Regions from separate parts of the Zea mays genome. Here regions 2 and 3 are each linked to region 1. Evidence: chromatin contacts called from public Hi-C data. All regions are on one chromosome and are shown on one strand. The core of a region is the stretch at or near the end of the contact, and the rest is flanking DNA. Distances in the headings are between cores, read along the strand shown.

The links. Hi-C and Micro-C count contacts between places; a contact is called where the count stands out from the background.
Region 2: a Hi-C map of ear shows a contact between it and region 1, with 2.0 times the contacts expected there. The contact joins the promoter of LOC100285420 here to the promoter of LOC100273927 in region 1. A contact is called at or near these places in 2 of 25 Hi-C or Micro-C datasets (ear and tassel).
Region 3: a contact with region 1 is called in a Hi-C map of ear, with 4 times the contacts expected there. The contact joins the promoter of LOC100273542 here to the promoter of LOC100273927 in region 1. A contact is called at or near these places in 6 of 25 Hi-C or Micro-C datasets (bundle sheath, ear, endosperm and 2 more).

The regions. Positions count from the first base shown.
Region 1 is chr2:32,097,889-32,102,419 of Zm-B73-REFERENCE-NAM-5.0, reverse strand. LOC100273927 (Serinc-domain containing serine and sphingolipid biosynthesis protein) reads right to left here and starts at 2,184. Exons shown (of 13, transcript NM_001360496.1): 1 at 2,121-2,184; 2 at 1,753-2,018; 3 at 1,584-1,660; 4 at 1,055-1,214; 5 at 712-736; 6 at 486-575; 7 at 206-377. The coding sequence starts at 1,927.
Region 2 is chr2:32,494,557-32,499,087 of Zm-B73-REFERENCE-NAM-5.0, reverse strand. LOC100285420 reads right to left here and starts at 2,334. Exons shown (of 9, transcript NM_001158313.3): 1 at 1,780-2,334; 2 at 670-788; 3 at 1-578. The coding sequence starts at 2,059.
Region 3 is chr2:32,384,441-32,388,971 of Zm-B73-REFERENCE-NAM-5.0, reverse strand. It overlaps LOC100273542 (Protein binding protein), which reads left to right and starts at 2,709. Exons shown (of 1, transcript NM_001147960.2): 1 at 2,709-4,431. The coding sequence starts at 2,892. The coding sequence ends at 4,220.

The DNA of each region.
Region 1 (4,531 bases), core at 935-3,434:
TCACAAACCTTGTACATTTCAGGCAGGGCAAAGACCCAAAAGTTTTACAGAATTTTACTTGTTAGTTACCGTAAGGGCTCAGATATGCTAATAGAAACAAGGCTACTATCAGGATTGCAACTAGATATTCACATCCAAAACTTGACACTGGTTTTCAACACAATGTAAGCTACATCTAAGACCGGAGCTGCTTGCATCTTCGTACCTTGGAGTGCAATGATACTGCCATCATTATAGTCACCAAGATTGCCGTCCATGTAATAGTGAAGATGTTGAACGCACAAGAGGAGTTGGGGACATACAGAACATACAGCACGCCAATTCCAACAAACGAAGCAATGTAGGAGATGGTTGACAAGAATAACCCAAACAACCCACTGAGAATCACATAAGGGTGACACGCCATGGTCAGTTCTAGCTTCAGGACCTGAAGACTGAAGTAACTGCGATGCCACAAGTTCCAACACAACTAGCTCAATCCTTACCATTGATTTGATCCAGGATCTGGCATCCATCGTTTATTGCACCATGATATGAAGTGGAGCATGCTTATGAGCTGGAGGAGGAGAAATATCCTGGAGGGATAATGAAACAGAAGTAACATGTTTACTATAAAAATAAGACCACCATCTAAAATAAACGTAAAATGTTGTTCATTAGGGCTTGAAACATCCCAAATTTGAGCAATGTAAGGACTTTCATTTAACTTACCCGGCACCCAGTCGAGCAACTTCACCTGCAGACACAACAAAATGGTTTTCTTTGAGCGTGCTAAAATTTAAGTATGGATGCATTGGTGGAAAAGTATACCAGGACCAGTACAACAAATTGAAACTTTCATCTTTGTTTATCATATTTTGAACTTTCCAAAGCAAGGAACTGTGAATTGATTGGCCTTGGCATTTCTAAGCATTAATTTCTCATATAAACTAGTTGCTATGAAGTAAAGCAAAATTCCCACTCTATAACTGCTGCACATTCACTTATGCCCAAGATATCTTACATCTACAGCAACGACGTTTGCCACACAGCCACAGTACTGCACAGAACTTACCATAAAATTGGATGAAGATGTTAGGGATGATAAATGGGATGCCGATCGACATGGCATACACAAGAGACTTCAGAATCCAACATCCAGAATGCCACGAATTACGAGCTTCATGGAGCTTGCGAGTTCCAAATGTTGTGGCAAACATCACCCAGAAAAATATCTTAACATTCTGTAAGGAAGTGAACCCAAGGAAACACAGCACGGTCCACAATGTCAAATGTTTAGTAGCTCTGGATTCTGGAACTAGTGCATCTACTATCCTGAATCCTTGACCATGCCCTTTTAGCGTTTTAGACAGGTTGTTCCAACAGATTTTAGGATTTTAGTTCAAATTTGTACAACATACTAGCAACTGGATCCAGAAAACCCCATTCCAAACGGGCCCATAGTTTGGTTAAGGACTCCGAAACACGGTTGTAATTGAAAACATTCTAGGCTTCTAGCTGCATGCCTCGTATATACAGTGAACGGGCCCATCAGTTACATGAGCTGAAACGAACACACACCGTGCTTGTTAGATGAAGGATACGAAGCAGCCCAAGCTTACTCGAAGCACTCCTCCGGACTGGAAGCACTTGGAGTCCCCTGCTCCGCAGACCGGCACATCTGCAGGCGTAATCGTAATCGGTGAGCACAGAATGCGTCCTTCCTCAGGCCACAAATGCGAGAGCTGAATTCTGAAGGGAAGAGGAACTCACGATGCAAGCCGCGGAGCGCCCTTGCCCCGTAGTCCCTGACGAACCAGGCCAGCAGGTTGGTGGCGAAGAAGACGAACCCGTACGCGTACCGCGCCCGCAGCGACTGCCGCCGCCTCGCGCCGTACGCGCCGCCGTCTCCGCACGGCTCCGCTCCAGCTGCCTTGATCACAGTCATATCCCCGCCTGCTCAGTCCCGCCGTCGTTGCTTCGTAGTTCCCGGGGTAAAGCGCGGCCTCGCCTCTCCCCGTCGGTTCAGCGCTGGGTTCCTGCGCGGAGCAGCAGCCAGCAGGGAGGGTTAGGGTCGCCGCGGCAATGCCCTGCAAAATTCGGACGCGGAACAACGGAAGTGAAGGGAAACGGGAATTCACGGCGGCGAGCTGCTCCGGGTCCGGTGTACGGTGGTGCGGAGGAGCGCCTGCCTCGTTCGCTTTTGCGCCTTTTAAAGCCGGGCGCAGCGGGCAGGCTGTGTTGCATTGCAGGCTGCAGCCGTGGATTTTTATGTCTTTTTAAAAACTATTTCTTTATCTTAGCTGCGATAGAGAAATAGGGCCGGTTTCACTTTTGACTTTGGCTTTTGCCCCCCTAAAAACCAAAACCTAACCCCCTAAAAACCAAAAGCTAACCAAAGTGCTGGATTCAGGAAGCATCTTTTTTTAAAAGCCGACTTTCTCGTAGTTTAAATCTAAAAGCAACTCTGGACCTGCTTTTAGTGGCTTTTTAGATGGAACTATGAAAACATATATCGATGAATTTTTAACGACTTTTAGTGGTTTCCACTAACCGGTTTTTAGCTTTTTAATAGCTTACAGCCTACAACAGCTTTTTTCACAGCTCACAACCTATAACAACTTTTTTCACAGCCACAGCCCAACCAAACTGAACCTAAAACTATTTTCAAAACTACCGATCATACTAAAATTTCTCTATCGCAGCTAAACAACGTCAACACCGGCGGTCCCTAAACTGGTCCTATTTATTTACCCTCTAAATTATATAATTTAGTTTAAATAATTTAATAGATAAACAAACAACATAGATTGTTGAGTGGATTATGTAATATAAATATCTAGATTATAATATCTATATGCAGGTCAATAAATGATTATATAATCTGTAAGGTAGATTATATAATACTAGGGAGAAACAAACAAGACCTTATTCTTAACTTATTCAAGGGTGTCAAGTTGATCTCTAAATTCTTAGAATAGTTGGGTCTTATTCTTAACTTATTCAAGGGTGTCAAGTTGATCTCTAAATTCTCAGAATAACTAATTAGATCTCTAAACATCGGTTCATGATGTCATTTTAGCCAAAATTGTTGTGAACATGACTTGGTTAGCTGACATGGTCTTACCATCGTGTTGTCCACGTGCAACGGCATCTTCGGAGCAAGGCTCGTCGAGGACGAGGAGGTGGCCATGCGGCAAGGCCGTGCCGCGTGGACGACACGGTGACAAGGCCACATTAGCCAATTAGATCATGTTTATAGTTGATTGGACTAAAATGATACCTGAACAATGTTTAGAAATATAATTGGCTACTCTGAGAGTTTAGGGACCAATTTAACAAACCTAAACAAGTGTAAAGACCGACAACATATTTTACTCAAAGGGGAATTATATTGTTTGTTTCTCTCCTCTTTCCCAGTGTTTTATCACCCTCAACAAGCACCACTACCCATCGATATATGGAGCTAGTCCTAAAGCTTTCTATTAGTTTATTAGTTATAATATTTAGTTTTAATTATGATTTTCCTTTTTAAAAAAATACACGTCCAGGCGACCGTTGGGGGTCACGGGCTCGGGCCGCTCTTATTTAAAGCCGAACCGGGGTGTCCGGGACGGGACTGGGGGACTGCGGTGCGCTCGTTTTTCTCCAAGAAATCACGTTTTGACGCCACGGACGCTTGTCCTACCGTGCAATTAAGGGAAACACACGATCGAGCAGGCAGGTTCGTTTGCCCGGACGAAATCACGAACACGAAGCGCACCGACCTGGTACCTGGTGATTGTGCCTTTGGCTCGTCCAGTCCGTTAGATAGGGCAAGTTTCTTGGGGTTTGGTGAGGAAAAGGTCGCGCGCCCAGACCTCGGGGCTCGGGCACACAGGCTTCTGGACACTTGAAACGTGGGAGCCGTTCCCTCGACCCGGCGCAAAATGACACAGCGGTAGGTTCGTCCGCGTAGTGCTTTTGCTGTTGCTGGGACGCAGTTTAAAGTTTTAATTAAAGCAGCTACCCGTATCTGCTTGTCTTGTTCGGTTTCTTAATTTCTTTGGGCAAACTTGCAGCAATACTAGTACAGCTCGATGGCCTTTAATTTAGTTAGGGTTAAAGCGCCAAAATGATCTCTTTCACATTTTGGAGAGTGTCCTCCGAATTGGTTCAGTACGAAACACTTCCGGTTCATGGTTCTGGAAAAAAGAAAAGGGAACAGTTTCGTGCATGCGTTGCCAAAAGAAATCGAGCAGCTAGTTAGTAAGGCTATTGTGGTGTGAAGAGCAAGCGGTTATGAGAGCTTCAGTATCTTAGATTTTGGATTCGGCTCTACGTAGTAATTAATATTGTAAGATGTAGCAACGTCAGGATGTTGCCAAACACGCCTCTTCCGAAGATTTCAATAAAAATTCATTAAGACCATGTACAACCTAAATACTATATTACGGTTCTACAAGCACTAGATACATCTAAAAAACTCTTTCATACAACCCAAGGTATTGAAGTCTTGTATCTTTATTCACTAAAACCTCTCAAAATATAACTTATTTATGCGAGTTGTATA
Region 2 (4,531 bases), core at 1,085-3,584, 400 kb before region 1:
AGATATAAGTTCAGTCCTTGATATTTGTCAGCAGCATCTTTCAAGATCTGCTCAAATCTCCTTTTTAGTTCCATCTCTCTTTCTGACTTCTTCTGAGCTCTTCCAACATACCACTCTTTGTCATTTATCTTCTTACCATTAAGTTCCTGAACAGCACGGGAAGCTGCATCTGGATTCTCAAAATTGATGAAACCAAAGCACCTTGATTTACCATCCATGCCAATCATCACAACAGCACTTGTAATATTCCCATATTCACCAAAGATTTTGAGTAAATCTTCTTTTGTGGTAGACTCAGACAAGTTTTTCACGAAGACATTGTTAAATTTTGTCTTGTCAAAAGAGTGATCCCTTTCTTGCTTGCGAAGAAAAGGTCCAACAAAAACAGGTTTATCATTTATAAGCATTCCGTTAAGACTTTTTATAGCGTTCTGTGCTGCTTCTTCTTTTTCATACTGAACAAAACCAAAGCCTTTGGATTGGCCTCCTTCATCCATGGCTACCTTACATGAGAGAATGGTACCAAATGAAGAAAAGGTCTCATGAAGGGATTTATTGTCTATCATCTTGTCAAGATTCTGGAGAAAAAATAAAATAATAAGTCATAAACCAAGTTGATTATTCTTGGATGACAATGTAAACTATGGAACCTGCAAGATGATCAAGTACCTTTATGAAAATGTTAGCAGATCCACTCCTGCGGCTACTTGGATCACGGTTTGAATACATCACCCGGATAGGTTTGTTGTTAAGAGGAGCAAAGTTCAGCACTTCCAATGCCCTTGCAGCTGTAACATGGAATAGTGAATCAGCCCTCACAAGCCTTTTTGACAGTAAAATGTTAGGTACTATAAGCAAATTTCAAAAGTAGATAAGACACTGAAACTAAAAGTAACTCTGTAAACCATATACTAGCAAAGTTAACCCATCGTCTTCCCTTAGGCCCATTTTCCACTAAGCTGCACCTTACTAGCTAACCTTGCCTTGCCAACCCAGGCAAGCCAAAATCACAACCCCACGATGTCAAGAAAAAAGTTCCATCAGCACAGAACCTGAGGACAGCTTGCCTGGAACCAAATGTGTGCTTCTGCAGGATTCCTAGAAGGCGAAAGTGAGGCCAGAACTCAACCAATAACCAAACATGCCCCTAGGTGTTTGATTATGGCTGTTACATTACATTATTATTATGTCTATGTAATCTAACAATCAGTTAAGAAAATCCCTGAAGGCCAGCTGTATAGATCAATGAAGTCCATCAGATTAGAAAGGCATAATTTTTCCCAGCATACAACACACCCAGGTTCGTAATTACCTAAAATGCAGAAAACAAAACTGGAAGTGAACTTTAAGCAAGTCTGTCTTCAATCCCAGAGTCTAAATAGTATACCATCACAAGGCTCTAAAATATGTAAAAAACTATTTGCTAGCCATATCCCCACCTCCCCCCTTGTTATCTCAAAACAAATGAATCTAGGGAGAATCATCCTTGCCGATACCCAAAATTATAATAAATCCCAGGGACGTTGCACCAAGCAACACATCGACTTATGCTAGAATGAACCATTCAACAATCAACATTACCAAAGTACCAATTGAGGAAGCACTTTCAACATGCAGTTTACAAATGCCATTAGAATTATCGTATCATATGAAACCCAGGTCTAGTCCAATCTGATCAGACCCCCAGGCCCCAGTTCAACAATGCCCACACGCCGACGAATCCCCCACCCTTAATCAACAAGATAGAAAGGAAGCCCCACGAGGAGATCGCAACTATACCATCCAAGGGGTTGTTGAAGTTGACGTAGGCGTATCCGAGCGAGCGGCGCGAGGTGACGTCCCTGCAGACGCGCACCGACACCACCTGCCCCGCCTGGCTGAAGAGCTCGTACAGCTGCGAGTCCGAGACGGACCCCTCCAGGTCGCCGACGTAGAGCGACGTGGTCGGGAGCGGCTGCGCCACGCCGAGTCCGACGCCGACCGCTCCCGGCGACACCACCGCGGGGACAGCGCCCGGGCTCCCATTCGGCACCACCACCGCCGCCACTTGCGCTGCCATCGTCTCCTCCCCTCGACCAGAATTTTTTTTCAGAGTTTCTTTTTCGAAACTAAACCCTAGCAATCGGATCGGTAAATCGCTCGATACTGATAGATCTCGCGGATTTGGGGATTTCTAATTTTTTTGGTAGTTTTTCGTTGTGGGATACAGATGCCGCAGGCGGAGAGCACGCGGAGGGGACGACTCTCTCAACGAGAGGGCGAGGCGAGCGGGTGGAGAGTGGTTAATAGGAGGAGAGAGAGGAAACGGAGCGGCGCCCGCGCCCGCGCTCGCGCCTAGGGTTTTGCTCGCGCCACGGCGGCAGTCACAGTGGGCTGGGCGTTCGTGCGCCAGCTGGCGCCAGCACTGGCTCTGGTCTGGTTGGTCCGTTGGTGCCTTTGGTGGTGGTGGCATGGCATGTTGCCGTTCTCCAGGACCGGGGTCCGCCCGCTGCACCGGCTACGGCGCCACGGCGGACGTGTACATTTGGGCCGGATATGGTATGCTGGCCCCGATGACGGAAAAAAAGCACGATCGCTGGCCTGAAATAATGTATTGGATCGGGCTTGAGCTCGGGTTGCAGCTTACACGCACGAACCGTTTAGCGATGCACGAAATAGCCTATTTATAGACACGAAAATAATCATATTCATTTGGTCATCGGTTTCTAATCATAAAAATCATTAACTCTAATTTAGCTAGTCGCATATTTAATAATGGAGATGAGGTGTGAACCACCCATTGGTTTCATGTTCTTTATTTTTTATTATAAAGCTTGAAATGTTAATATCTAATAAATTATATGTGTTTTGAATTTCAGGCTTTGTTGTGAATTTTGACTCTATGCGAATTTCGGGTCAGAATTTAAATTTCGCTTTTCACAATTTCAGGTCGTCCGAAATAAGACCGGCACATTTAACCAGTAACGTGCTGGGCCACAAACCGAGGGCTAAGCCCATGGGTCAACCCGGCATGGCCCGTAATAACTGTGGGTCGGACCGGCCCAAAATTCAACCGTGTTGGGCTTTTTAGGTTTGGGTCGGATGAGTCAGATGTACACCTGTGTATGTCGTGCTGTGCTAGACTTTTTCGCGTTGGGGGGCCTCAAGACGGTTGGATTCGAGTTGGCACGATTTTGCTTGGGGAACAAGCCGAGCATATTGGACTCTACAGTGGTCTTGCATTATACATTTATACTGAATCTTGACAAATCTGATTTGGGTCGGGCTGACCGGACCGGACTGCACCCAACTCTGTGTTCCGTATGGTAAACTTTATGTATCACCTATGTCAGATATGATAATTAGGGGTACCCGGATTATACCCTTAAAGCATGCTTAGGAAGATTCTCTGTCCCACCATGTCCTCCGAAAGCAAGGAACCATGTCTCTGCCTCATCTGAGGTTCTCACGCCATAGGTCCTCTATCTCCGCCTCGCCCAAGGCTACCTCGTCCTATGACCGCCAAATCTGCCTCGCCTCGAGCCCTTCTCAGGCGACAAAGACAAAGCGTTTTCGAAAACAAATGAGGGACACCCACATTCAATGCGCATACCTACTCTACACAGTGCTACAGGTGTACAACGGTGACGAGACCACAGTCTTGTCCAAACCCAGCAGCATGATCACGCATGAGCCCATGGTGGCCGATGGGTGAAACAGCCCATGGTGGGCTGCTGCCTACTGGGCCATGAGCCCATGAGCCCATGAGTCGTGAATTTGGAATTTGGGCTGGGCTAGTTAATATTTTTGGTAAATTCCAAATTATGAATTTGGTAAATTCCGACCCAAAACAGTAATCAAAGTAGCGGTCGGTAAATGATTGTACAGATTCCGATCTAAAATTCCGATGATCGATTCTGAGAAATACCGATACCGACGATTCTGATCAGAAAAAATCGAAAACGGTTTCCGGAATTACGAAAAATTCTGAAAGCGTTTTCATCCCTACACGTCATATAGGGGACGTATGGCTCGTCATCCACCCAGGGATTAAACCCGCTTGGAAACTATGAAAATCGGTCTGGTTTCCTGTTTCCGGATCCGGCCGGTAACGGGTTTACAACTTTTTAAAAACTCATACAAAATTCAAAAAATGAAAAGTATAAGAAATAAAATATATATTATAAACATTTACATGCTTTCCTTGTATACCTCGTATTTACTTTTCGTTTTTTTAAAAGTAATCAACATTTTTTGGTTTAAAACAACAAAACCGGGAAAAATAGTGGTTTCTCGTCGAGAAATCCTGTAAACTGTTTTGTTTGAATTTGATAATACCGTTGACAAAATTGAAAACCGACAAAAACCATTTTCTCGGTCGAGAAACGCGGTTTCTCATTGAAAATAAAAAATTTGTTTCTTGAATTTGAACCTGTAATGTAAACCGGTCGGTTTCTTCTAAAACCGGTGCTTTTCAAGCGGTTTAGTGTTATCTTGAAGACCGATTTATAGTCTAAAAACAGTTTGGTTAACCCTGCTTCCACCTTCTGAA
Region 3 (4,531 bases), core at 1,460-3,959, 290 kb before region 1:
TCCCTCCTTTGATTTGTGTATTCTAGGTTGGTGTATACCTTTCTAGAGTCATGGCACTAGTTGTTGATGTGATGTCGACTCAAGCCGAGGAACATTAGTATTCTAAGGAAGCACTGACGGCGAAGAGGTTTCTAGACCGTATGTCGCAGAGGGTCCTATCGTACATGACCCAGACTCAAGCATCTAGACAGACCCACCATATTTGACTTGATTGTTTTGTTTCATTTTTATTCTTCCTCTTACCAGGTATTCCAAATTGTTCTCTTGATGTACAAGTCATTCTATGGGGTATTCTTAGCTATATTGATATGGGACTGTGATTCTCTGAAGGGCATCATGTTTTATCAGTTCTTGTATGGAAATCAAAGCCAGGTTCACTAGTAGTCTGTTCCATGACCGCTTCAAGTTTCTTTGAGTCACTAGTTGTGTCCTTGATCACATACTCGACCATCAAGAAACTACCAAAGAACAACCATACACTATGGAGAGCAGGTCCCCTCTACACTCCATAATGCGTAGGTACTGCACCTCCTCGATCCGATGACACCAGTGTTAGTTGGAAGCTTGGGGATAAGGTGGTCGACACGTAAATGATGTTGGCCACCATGTTGAAGGGTACATGGACTATGGTCGAATTCTTTAGACACATGAAGGCTCTAGCAGATGACATTGTCTCCGTCGGAATACACTCGATGATGAAGAACCTGCTTTGTACATGTTCATCGACTTTGACATCGAGCTAAGCTCAACCTAGTGTTTTTCGCTATGGACACACAAGTGGAGCATGTACCTTTGAGTGAGCTACCGAGCTTTTCATGCAACTGATTAGTTTTGAACAACACCTAACTCTACAATAGGGCGATGGCTCCACAACGAATCTTGCGGTGCAAGATGGGAGTGACACCAGTCATGGCCGCAATCAGGATCGTTGATGTCGTGGCCATGGAGCACGCTAAGGATGGCGCTTGGGACCCAACAATGGGCTTTTGTTTGGTTCAAATGGAGACTAGCCCACTTGCCAGTTATGTGGTAAAGGACGCCATACCATTGTTCACTACTATAAGTAATTTGACACCACATTCATTGGCATCCCTGGAAACAAGTTTGTGTTGGCTACACTGACCTCCTACAATGTCAACACCAATAGGTACTTCAACACTAGGGCCACAGATCACATCAACGGTAAATTAGAAAAAAAAATCCTTATGAAGGACAAGTATCACAATTGTCAAGGAATATTCGGTAGTGAATTTATGGGGTGGATCCCAAGATTGAGAACTAAAGGTAAATGCGAGTCTCGAAGATTTATACACTATTCGAGCTTTCAATGTGAGATTACACCCTACGTCTTGTGTGATATAGTGTTTATTGCCTATGCAATGTGATCAGATGATCAACCCCTCTAGGGGCGCTACCACGTTCGTTTGCAAGAAGGAATGGTTAGTTATGAAAGCTTATTTGGCTGTTCGCCAGATAAAGATAGAGATCGGTCTAACCGGCCCCTCGCACAAACCAAGATATTTATCTCTATTCCTATGTATGGATTACCCTTATCATCTGGGATGATATGCCATACTTTCAAAGATATCGTTCTTATTTCCTAATTTGATAAGATCACAATATGTTACCTTCACTTATCTATACCATGCAAGCGAATCTCATTCTGATATGCGGACCAAGCCCTTGGGTACTGAGTCCAATCCGGATCCTCGGTTCGAGTCTAACCGCGGATGTTAAGATTCAAAGCTTGGCATTGAGCTTGACATCATGTGTTTTGGTGCCGAGCTTTGTTCATGTTAGTGCCACATCCACCATCACGCATTGTTGGCTAAACTCGCATCATATGTTAGACTATCCATAGCAGATCATGTAAAATAGACGATTTACATCGTAGATTATACAATTTACAGAGTAAAGTTTAAAATAGGGGTGTGACAGCTTTAAGACGCCACAACGAATGACCAGACCACAAGGGCCTACAGCCCTACAACACCAATCTTAGGATCGAAAGGCGAAAGTAAGTGTATAAGAGGTGTAAATGTAAATATATATTTTTTAAAAAAAACTAACAATCAAGTGAGATTGAGGGCAGCGAACCGGTAAAAACAAGTCAATGTTGGTCACCGCTCACCAGGTTCACTTTGGTGGATTTGATAGCTTAGCTCAGTACTATCAATTATCAAATGGAAGCTCCATTCCTACGGTAAAATTGTGGAATAATAGTCTGTTTTCTGAATCAAATGCATCCAGTTGTTCTTAAAAAACCAGTAGCTCAGAGCCTCCAGACTAGTCAACCTCTACAATTGGATCCGGATACTGCATAATTGCACATGTATAGTCCAACAGGCAACAGGACAAGCTCTTCATCTGAAACTGAAAAACAACCCCCGCCGAATGACAGTGAATACCGAACTGAATTACAGTACAATTCTTCCTTTCATAGAATGACAGTTCAGAGCAGCGCAGTTACTGGAGCAACGTACCACAGCACCGGTACTCCACATGCGAATTGCCATCGCAGGAAAGGAAAGTTCGCTCTTGGGGTCTTGACTCTTGCTGCGCCAACTACCGAGCCTTCTGCCTTCCTAACCGGCCAGAGCCAAGTGATTAAAATGCAAGCGTGCAACAGGTCCCCGCCCTGCGGCCCCTGCCCTTGTGCGGGCGTTTATATACCGCACGTCCTGACGGCCATGCCACTCGCTCGCCCACTCGATCGCGCCGTCGTGGTCGCGCTCCCTCCCGCACAACACGGTTCGCGGGGAGATTTGGCAGGAGACGCCGTGCGGGACCGGCTGGTTCTCTCGGCTTGCGTGAAAAAGCGCAGGGGGAGCTAGGCACGTGGTTTCCCTCGTCTTCTGCCGCAGACGCTTCCCGTGATCAGAATCCAAGAAATGGCGGGTCCAGGTCCAGCGCGCACCGCGCGGAGCGTTGCTCTCCTGTGTTTCCTGGTTTCCTGCGCTGCGCTCGTGGACAGCCGTGGCGGAGCCAGCCGGCCGAGCCGGCAGGACCTCGATGTCGGCCTCGGCGGCGGGGGCGTCGGCATCGGCATCGGCATCGGCGGCGGCAGCCCTTCGTCGCCTTCTCCGACGCCGCCGTCGTCGCAGCCGCAGCCGTGCGACTTCGAGAACGAGCGGCTGTACAGGGCGTACCTCGTGATCCAGCAGTTCCGGAGCACGGTGACGTGCGACCCGATGGGCGTCACGCAGAGCTGGAGCGGCACCGACGTGTGCAGCTACAAGGGCTTCTTCTGCGAGCGGCCGCCCAACGTGACGGACCGGGCCATCGCGTCCGTCGACTTCAACGGCTACATGCTGCAGGCGGGGTCCCTGCGGGGCTTCGTCGACAGCCTGCCGGACCTGGCGCTGTTCCACGCCAACTCCAACGACTTCGGCGGCGCCGTGCCCGCGCTGGGCGGCCTGCAGTACTTCTACGAGCTGGACCTGAGCAACAACAAGCTCGCGCCCGCCGCGTTCCCGGCGGACGTGCTGGGCCTCACCAACGCCACCTTCGTCGACATCCGCTTCAACAGCTTCTACGGCGAGCTCCCCGCCGGCGTCTTCTGCAAGCTCCCGCGGGTGCAGGCCATCTTCGTCAACAACAACCGCTTCTCCGGCGCCCTCCCCGACAACATCGGGCAGTCGCCGGTGAACTACCTCTCTCTGGCCAACAACAGGTTCACGGGGGAGATACCCAGGTCCATCGCCCGCAACGCCGGCACGCTCCTCGAGGTGCTCTTCCTCAACAACAGCCTCAGCGGCTGCCTCCCCCACGAGCTCGGCCTCCTGGAGAAGGCCACGGTCATCGACGCCGGCGCTAACCGCCTCACGGGCACCATCCCGGCGTCGTTCGCGTGCCTGCGCAAGGTGGAGCAGCTCAACCTGGCGGGCAACCTCTTGTACGGCGAGGTGCCCGACGCGCTCTGCCGGCTCGCGTTCAGCAACCTCAAGAACCTCACGCTCTCCGACAACTACTTCACGTCGCTCGGGTCCTGCTGCTGGGACCTGATCAAGGAAGGGAGGCTCAACGTCGACCGCAACTGCATCCAGTGGGCGCCCAACCAGCGCTCGCACGAGGACTGCGCCAAGTTCCTCCGCCAGCCCAAGTCATGCCCGGTCAACAACTACGTTCCGTGCCGCAGCAAATACCAAAGCTCCAGCGAGCCGGCCGACGACGCGGCGGCGGAGTACAGGTACCGGACCTACTCGGCGCTGCATCCTTGAGGTGGAGTGGAGTGGAGGGCACTTCACTGATTGATAAAGCGCATTGTCCGTTTCGTGTGAGCGTGAAACGACTGGTCACTCGCCTGGGCCTGGCCCTGGCCCGTTTGTGCTCGGTGGGTTGTGTTGATGTGTTGTGTCACTGTGTAGAAATGTTGAATGTTCCCCTTCGCTCGATCCGGCCCAGCTAGGTAATTCATATGCATCATGTGCGTGTGTCCGCGTCGCTAGATTTCTTGGTCACATACAGGCCGCATTGCAAGCTGCCTTTTTCTTCCGTGTGCTTGTACAAAACCGTCGAGGTTATGTAATTT